Linked DNA regions of Hordeum vulgare: region 2 is linked to region 1. Evidence: chromatin contacts called from public Hi-C data. All regions are on one chromosome and are shown on one strand. Each heading gives the region's core, a stretch centred on a gene start, on an enhancer-like site or on the middle of the called end of the contact. The rest is flanking DNA. Distances are from core to core; before and after follow the strand shown.

Region 1 (3,465 bases), core at 422-2,921:
ACAACTATGAAACAAGACCACTCCAGAACTTCATTGGCCAGCTTTATCAGAGAATAGCAAGCCAGAATAGAATGTATCCGAATTAAGGAAGCAAACGTGTTGTTAATGGCCAGCAATGACATAAAGCCATAGAATATTCCTGTGGTTAACCGTGTTAACACATGTGTGTGTACCAGGAAGGCTATAAAAAAAATGGCGCTGCTCCTGTCGGTTTCCTCAAATAAACTTCCTGGCATGCTGCTCTCCATAGTCCATATAGCAAAATAATAATTGTTCAAGACTTACATTCTAAAATCATTTCAGTGCCATCATATGAGGTGTCAAAACATGGTTGAAGTTAGAAGAGAACTGGCTAAGGATATGATTCCATACCTGGGCTGTAACTACAATTAGCAGTCCCTACACTCAATATTCAGAAAATCATTGGAGGTCAATCTTTTTAAGATTACAACTAAATTCTGAAAACTACGCGTTGTATACAGGTGCCTGAGTAAGGCAATAGTAGCCTCTTTAACCAGTTGGAGGTCCAGAGGAATCGAAAGCATTCTTCCTGACCAGGTTTTAAAGCTTGAGGGAACCTATAATAGTGAATTCATCCAGAGCAACTGATGCCCATGTGGATAGTAAACAAAGCATGATGCGTAGCTAGTTGGCAAAATGATATTGTGGACAACTTCCATGAAAAAAAATCCATGCGATAATGATGAAGAAGCCACCACCACATTGTCACTCGAGAAGAATTGCATCGTACACCAACAAGAGATATTTCATGACGAGAGCTCAGAAAGTGCTGTTCCTGTATTCTACAAGTGCTTCAAGGCCAATGATGACGGCTTCGGTCAGAAGGCAGTACATTGGTCAGACACGTGTCAATGAAAGAAGCTGCGCTGCCAGTCCTTGATAGCTCACCGCAATCTAAGTATAGTTAACTTTTTATATGCCATCAACCAAAACTGGAGCAGCAAATCTGGAGTGTCAATCCTCAATACGGGAAGCATACACTGATTAGCAGAAAAATTAAGCAACCAAGGTGTGTACGGCAGACGATATAATCTGTAAACAAGACGGAGACCGCAACGGATTAATCGCTGCGTGCCATCACATTTGCGCGGGCATGGCAGCAGCACGAGCAGAACAGGCCACCCCACTCCGGACCTGGATCGACAAGAGAGGCTTCTGGTACCAGCGCAACACCCCCACCCAGCTCAAATCAGAGGTCAATCAAACAACAGCAGCAAGCTGCACACGGGGAGCAGGAGGGAGGGAAGCGATGAGCTCACATCGAGTTGGCGTGCTGGATGTCGGCCTCGAGCAGCTTGAGCGAGTCCCTGAACGACCTGCCCATGGGTAGGAGGAGGAGCGGCACCAGTGCTACTACTCCAGCGCGGCGCCGCCGCGACCATCCAAAAAATCCCCAACCCCTCCGGCGCCAAGCCACCAACCGCTATCCCCTTCCGCTCCGCGCCACCAATCCGGCACCCAAACCCTAGTAGCCGCTCGATCCGCTGGGTCGCTCCCCCGAGGTCTCGGTCCAGCTCCGGCGGCGGGTGAGCTCGGCGAGCGGCGGTGGGGAGTGCGGCGGGGAGGCCGGGCGGGTTTAAAGCTCACGCGGTCGCGCCCCCCGTCGCTTTCGGCGCCCCCGGGTGCCTTGCGTGCACGGGAGGGAGGCGGGGTGCGGCGACGGTGGTGGCACGCTGACGGGTGGGGGCAAGGGCCGGGCCGGCCTGGCCTGTCAGGGGGCGTGGGTACGTGGGGGCGGGGACGGCCGGGGACGCGGGCTCGGCCAGGAGGGTTGACACGTACGTACGTCTCTGGAAGGTGCGGGTGCCCCGGCTGAAGTTGCACAGCCCGTGACACAGCGGGGGCACACGTACAGCGGCACCGAGCCGTCAGTGTTTTTGGTCGACTGGTTGTGTTTCGTTTGGTGCCGGTGAAGAAGAGACGGGTCAGAGATTTATATTAAGGCCTTGTTCGGTTAATCCCTATAAAAAGGGGATTGAGAAGGATTGGAAGGGATTTAGTTGGAATTTGATTTAGTTGGGATTGAGAAGGATTGGAAGGTGTGGGTAACACTACAAATACTACTAGTAGCTAGCCATCCGCCTACTCAATGCAACTTGCTGTCACAACAAATCGTGGTAGGATAAAAAAAGCTCTTCCGTCTTGTTCGGTTGTAACCGAGGACCGAACCGAATTTCCGGTTCTAAAATAATTCGGTTTCTTAAATGTGAAGGAACCGGTCGGTCTGTGTTTTCTAAAAAACCAAAATTCTTATTAACCTGTAGAACCGAACCGATCGGTTCGGTTAGACCGAATGCCCAGTCCTACTTACGAGTGTTTAATTAACCTGTCAGATGGGGTGTGAGTGACGAGCCACGCTGCGTGCTTGTGCTTAAACATCGCGGCAGATTGTGGTATTTGTTGGGACCTGGAGCTTGTGAGCTCGAGCTCACAATGAGTAAGAGAAAAAAAAAATCAACGAACCCATACATTTCAGAAAAAATGGTAAAAAGATTTTTAAAAAATGTTGGGTTGGCATGGATGGACACTATGATCTGTCTATGGTATTTAGAAAGATGCTCTAAAGGTATCTTCGAGGGTGTCTGTTGGGTTAGCATGGATCGAGACTAAGATTTATCACTTCGTATGACGAAAAGGTATCTCTAGGCTCACTCGGTAATACAATATCACAAGAAGCTTGCAAGCAATGTGACTAAGGAGTTAGTCACATGATCTTGTATTACAAAACAAGTAAAGAGACTTGCGAGTAACGAGATTGAACTAGGTATAGAGATATCGACAATCGAATCTCGGGCAAGTAACATACCGATGGACAAAGGAGATTGCATATGGGATTGTCTGAATCCTTGACATCGTGGTTCGACATAAAGATCTTCGTATAATACGTAGGAAACAATATGGACATCCAGGTCCCGCTATTGGTTATTGACCGAAGAGGCGCGTCAGTCATATCTACATCATTCTCGAACCCGTAGGGTCCGCACGCTTAACGTTCGGTGATGAGATAATATTCTTGAGTTATGTATGTTGATAACCGAAGTTTGTTTAGAGTCCCGGATGAGATCTCAGACGATAAGAGTAGCTTTGAAATGATCTTGAGGTAAAGATTGATATATGGAAAGTATAGTTTGGTCACTGGAAAGAATTCGGGCGTCACCGATAGTGTATCGGGGGTGACGGAAGGGTTCCACGTGTCCACCGAAAGGGGCCCACCTGCCTCAGGAGACCACATGGGCTAAGAGGGATGCTCACCAGCCCCTAGTGGGTTGTGCGCCCCTCCCACCTAGGCCCATGCGGCCAAGGGCTGGTGGGAGCAAACCCTAGGGGTGGCGCCACCCTAACTTGGGTGGCAAGCCACCTCCTAGGACGCCGCCCTCCTCCTGGGGGCATCCCTAGGGCCGGTCATCTCCACTCCTCCCCCTATATATATGAGAGGAGAGGGAG
Region 2 (3,465 bases), core at 484-2,983, 290 kb before region 1:
CGGCCCAGAACAGAACCAACATATGGTCGTCAACACGTCCACGAGGCCGGAGACCAATATGGTGAGAGACCCCTTGGCTTGGACGCCGTTAGTCATTTTTCCATTATCTTGTTGTGACCATGATTGTTGTACGTGCATCAGCCTCTTCCTCTCTCTCTCTTTCTCTCTCTGTGTGTACTCTTCATCTTGTATTCAAGTGATATCTCTTATTATCAAGCTATATCTTCGGTTACTTCCATGCACTACAATGCACTCCCATGGTATGTGTCATATTACTGATGTTACCACAATACGAAATGACACATGCATGTGCATTCCAAAATAAAATTTCAAATAATGCATGCAAACATGAAGAACAAAAAAAACTTTTATGTTATACTCAATGGTGATCTCATCAATCAACAATGGGGGGGGGGGCGTTGGAATGTGCATCTCTTGGATACCCCCTATTTGGGATTTTTGATGATTTATGACATAACCATTGAGAGGATTAATATCTATATCGAGTTAATCGTGTACATAGTCCTTGACTTTAAGGGGAACATCGTTGGTGACCCCTCCTATAAGTTTTCAAGTTACTGCCCACAACAAGCTTCCGGAATGTACTTTACAAGTTTTGATGAATCCAAGATTCATATCGAGTGTGGGATAAGCATATTATGAAGAGGAGCACATACAAAGGTAATTTGGTATAAAATTTCATGAAAGATCGTAAGCTCAAAGTCCTAAAAATTCCACTTTAGGGCTTAGGATCTTTCCTTCCCATGCTACCGAGCACTCAGGGTTAGTGTCTTCATACGATTCAAACCAAGTTTCTTATATCACCAGAAATGTTGTGCCTTTTTTATTATTCTGGTGCTACCAAGCTTATCAATTTGAGACATTTCTCTATGTTGTGTTATCCCGTGCAAAACATTTAGTAGCCCTCCTCAATTTTCTTCTTTATATAGTCATTGTATATATCCTATTACCAGTTACCACCGCAATTTCCTGTCTGGTACTTCCGAGTTGTGACAGAAGCCTTTTATGTGCATTCCCATTAAAAAGTTTATCTATCTAATACGATGCTTCTAAGCAATTGGATTTATGGGATGAAGAATAACTACATCAGCTAAAGCTAAAATATGTAGTCTAACCCTTTTAAAAGAAACCAACAGTATGTGTGTTGTTCATTTAGGGAGTAAAAACACACTACTAAGGTTTAGATAAATTAATAGCATAACATAGGCAGCATAACCGCCATCTAAAACACTCGTAAACAAACTTTAAAGGAGTCCGAGTATTTCTCTCACAGATTCATAATAATAAACTATTATAAATAAAATATGTTAGCACAGATGGATATTCATTTTAGCACTCTTCCTCTTGTTATATACTCAACGCGAGACCAAAACCACAAACTAAGTTCATTTCCATAACGCAGTTACATACTTCACGCACTTTTTTCGCCTTGTTAAAACAGAAACCCCAAATCAAATGCCAATATATATGGTGACAATGTGGTATTGAATATTACTTTTTTTTGAGCGGATTAGTATGTACCGAGGGCCCTTTGTATATTAATATAAAATGATTTGTTTTGAGAATTTTGATGACGAAAATAGCAGAAATGAATTTTTTGCATTCAGAAAAATGATGGCACGGCATCGCAGGGCGCAGGCACCCAATGAAACCGCGCGGCGCTGCGGAACGAGGCCATAAAACCCCAGCGGCACGGCCCACCACGGGGTCGCCGCCCACATAGGCAACAACAGCCAGCCCTCCCCCACACGCCCCCTTCCTTCCCAACCCCCCTCTCTCTCCCCACGCCTAAACCACACCGAATCCAAACCCTACGCCCTCGCCTCCGCCGCCGACCTCGCCCTCGCCCCCCGCCCACCGATCGCCCGCTCCCTCCCCGCCCGCGCCGCCGCGCCGCGCCGTTCCTGTGGCCGGCAGGGCAGCGCGGCCGCCGGCATCTAGGCGCCACCACCCCCGCGGCCGGCCGCCCCCTTTGATGTCTCCCGCCCGCCGCCTCGGCTCCCTCTGCTCCCAGGCGGGTCCCCGCGCGGTCAGCTCCACCCCCACATCCGCCCAGTGCACGGCATCCACACCGCAGCGGAGATGAGCGGCGCCGACAAGGTATATACATCCCATACATGCGTCCATCCATCCGCTCGCCCCGGGCGTTCGTGCGCATTCGCATTGATTAATCGCGCGATTTAATTGGTCCTCGATGCTGCCGCCGTGCCCTGGCGCGGCATTAAATACGGCGGGGACGGTTTCTGGTTGGGTGGCCTGAGCGAATTGATGCGGCTTTGCCGTTTTGGAGCACTGGCTAGCCTTGCTGATGTGATGCTACCGTGCGTGTGAAGCATGCTTGCGGCACTAGATGCCGTAGCACTGATGATGTGGGCTTATTTGGTGGTTACGTAGATGATCAGTGCTTAAAAGTGTATGATCAGATGGGATCCAGAGTTGAGTTTCCTTAGACCAGACAGCCGCGTGAAAGTCGTATAGAAGAGGTTACTGGTACAGTTTTTCTAGCAATGTTAACACTGATATCTTGCTACAGTGCTTGTTTGGATGTAAAGCAGGCTGCTTTAGTGCTCAAAGTTTTTCAGGTAGTCATTTGTTCTCATCATAGTTTCTTCTGTAATGCAGGTCGTGTTGTTTGGGTCCTTCACGGAGGATGAGACAAAGTTGTTCCAGGGGCAGCCTGCTAAAAGTGAGGAGAAATCATGGGAACTACCTGAGATCCAGTTTGGGTCACTGAATTTTTCTGTGCTAAGTTTAGAGAAAGTGTCGAATGCCATCACTGAAGGCTGTGCCCATTCTCCAAAACCAACTTATGGCCATACAAAGGATCTCGCTGGCAGTGATCAGAAGGAAACTGTAACATCTAGCTTACCAAATGGTGGACCAGTGCTGTTCAATGGATTTCCTGCCGACGTTTCTCCTACTAATGGTATTCTCAAGAATGTGAAGTCTGAAGCTTCGGTTCCTTCAGCTGGGCTGGCCAGCAATTTAAAGGAGACCAAAGCAACGGTTCCTTCAGCTGGCCCTGTGAGCAATGTAAAGAAGAATGAAACTCCAGTTCCTTCAGCTCATCCTGTCAACGATGTAAAGAAGAATGAAGCTAGGCCGATCAACAATGTAAAGAAGGAATGTACGGCCCCTTCAGCTGGGCCTGTCAACAATGTGAAGAAGGCTGAAGCCACCGCTCCTTCAGCTGGGCCTGTCAACAATGTGAAGAAGGCTGAAGCCACCGCTCCTTCAGCTGGGCCTGTCAACAATGTGAAGAAGGCTGAAGCTACCGCTCCTTCAGCTGGGCCTGCCAACAATGTGAAGAAGGCTGAAGCCACCGCTCCTTCAGCTGGGCCTGCCAACAATGTGAAGAAGGCTGAAGCTATGGTTCCTTCAGTTAAGCCTGCCAACAATGTGAAGAAGCCTGAAGCTAAGGTTCCTTCACCTGGGCCTGTCAAC

Evidence for each region. A called contact is a pair of places that touch in the nucleus more often than the background predicts.
Region 2: a Hi-C map of leaf shows a contact between it and region 1, with 6 times the contacts expected there. The contact joins the promoter of LOC123424875 here to the promoter of LOC123424871 in region 1. A contact is called at or near these places in 2 of 6 Hi-C or Micro-C datasets (both in leaf).

The regions. Positions count from the first base shown.
Region 1 is chr2H:54,281,500-54,284,964 of MorexV3_pseudomolecules_assembly, reverse strand. LOC123424871 (E3 ubiquitin-protein ligase AIRP2-like) reads right to left here and starts at 1,671. Exons shown (of 5, transcript XM_045108563.1): 1 at 1,281-1,671. The coding sequence starts at 1,345.
Region 2 is chr2H:54,566,624-54,570,088 of MorexV3_pseudomolecules_assembly, reverse strand. LOC123424875 (ubiquitin carboxyl-terminal hydrolase 24) reads left to right here and starts at 1,733. Exons shown (of 7, transcript XM_045108567.1): 1 at 1,733-2,121; 2 at 2,644-3,465. The coding sequence starts at 2,104.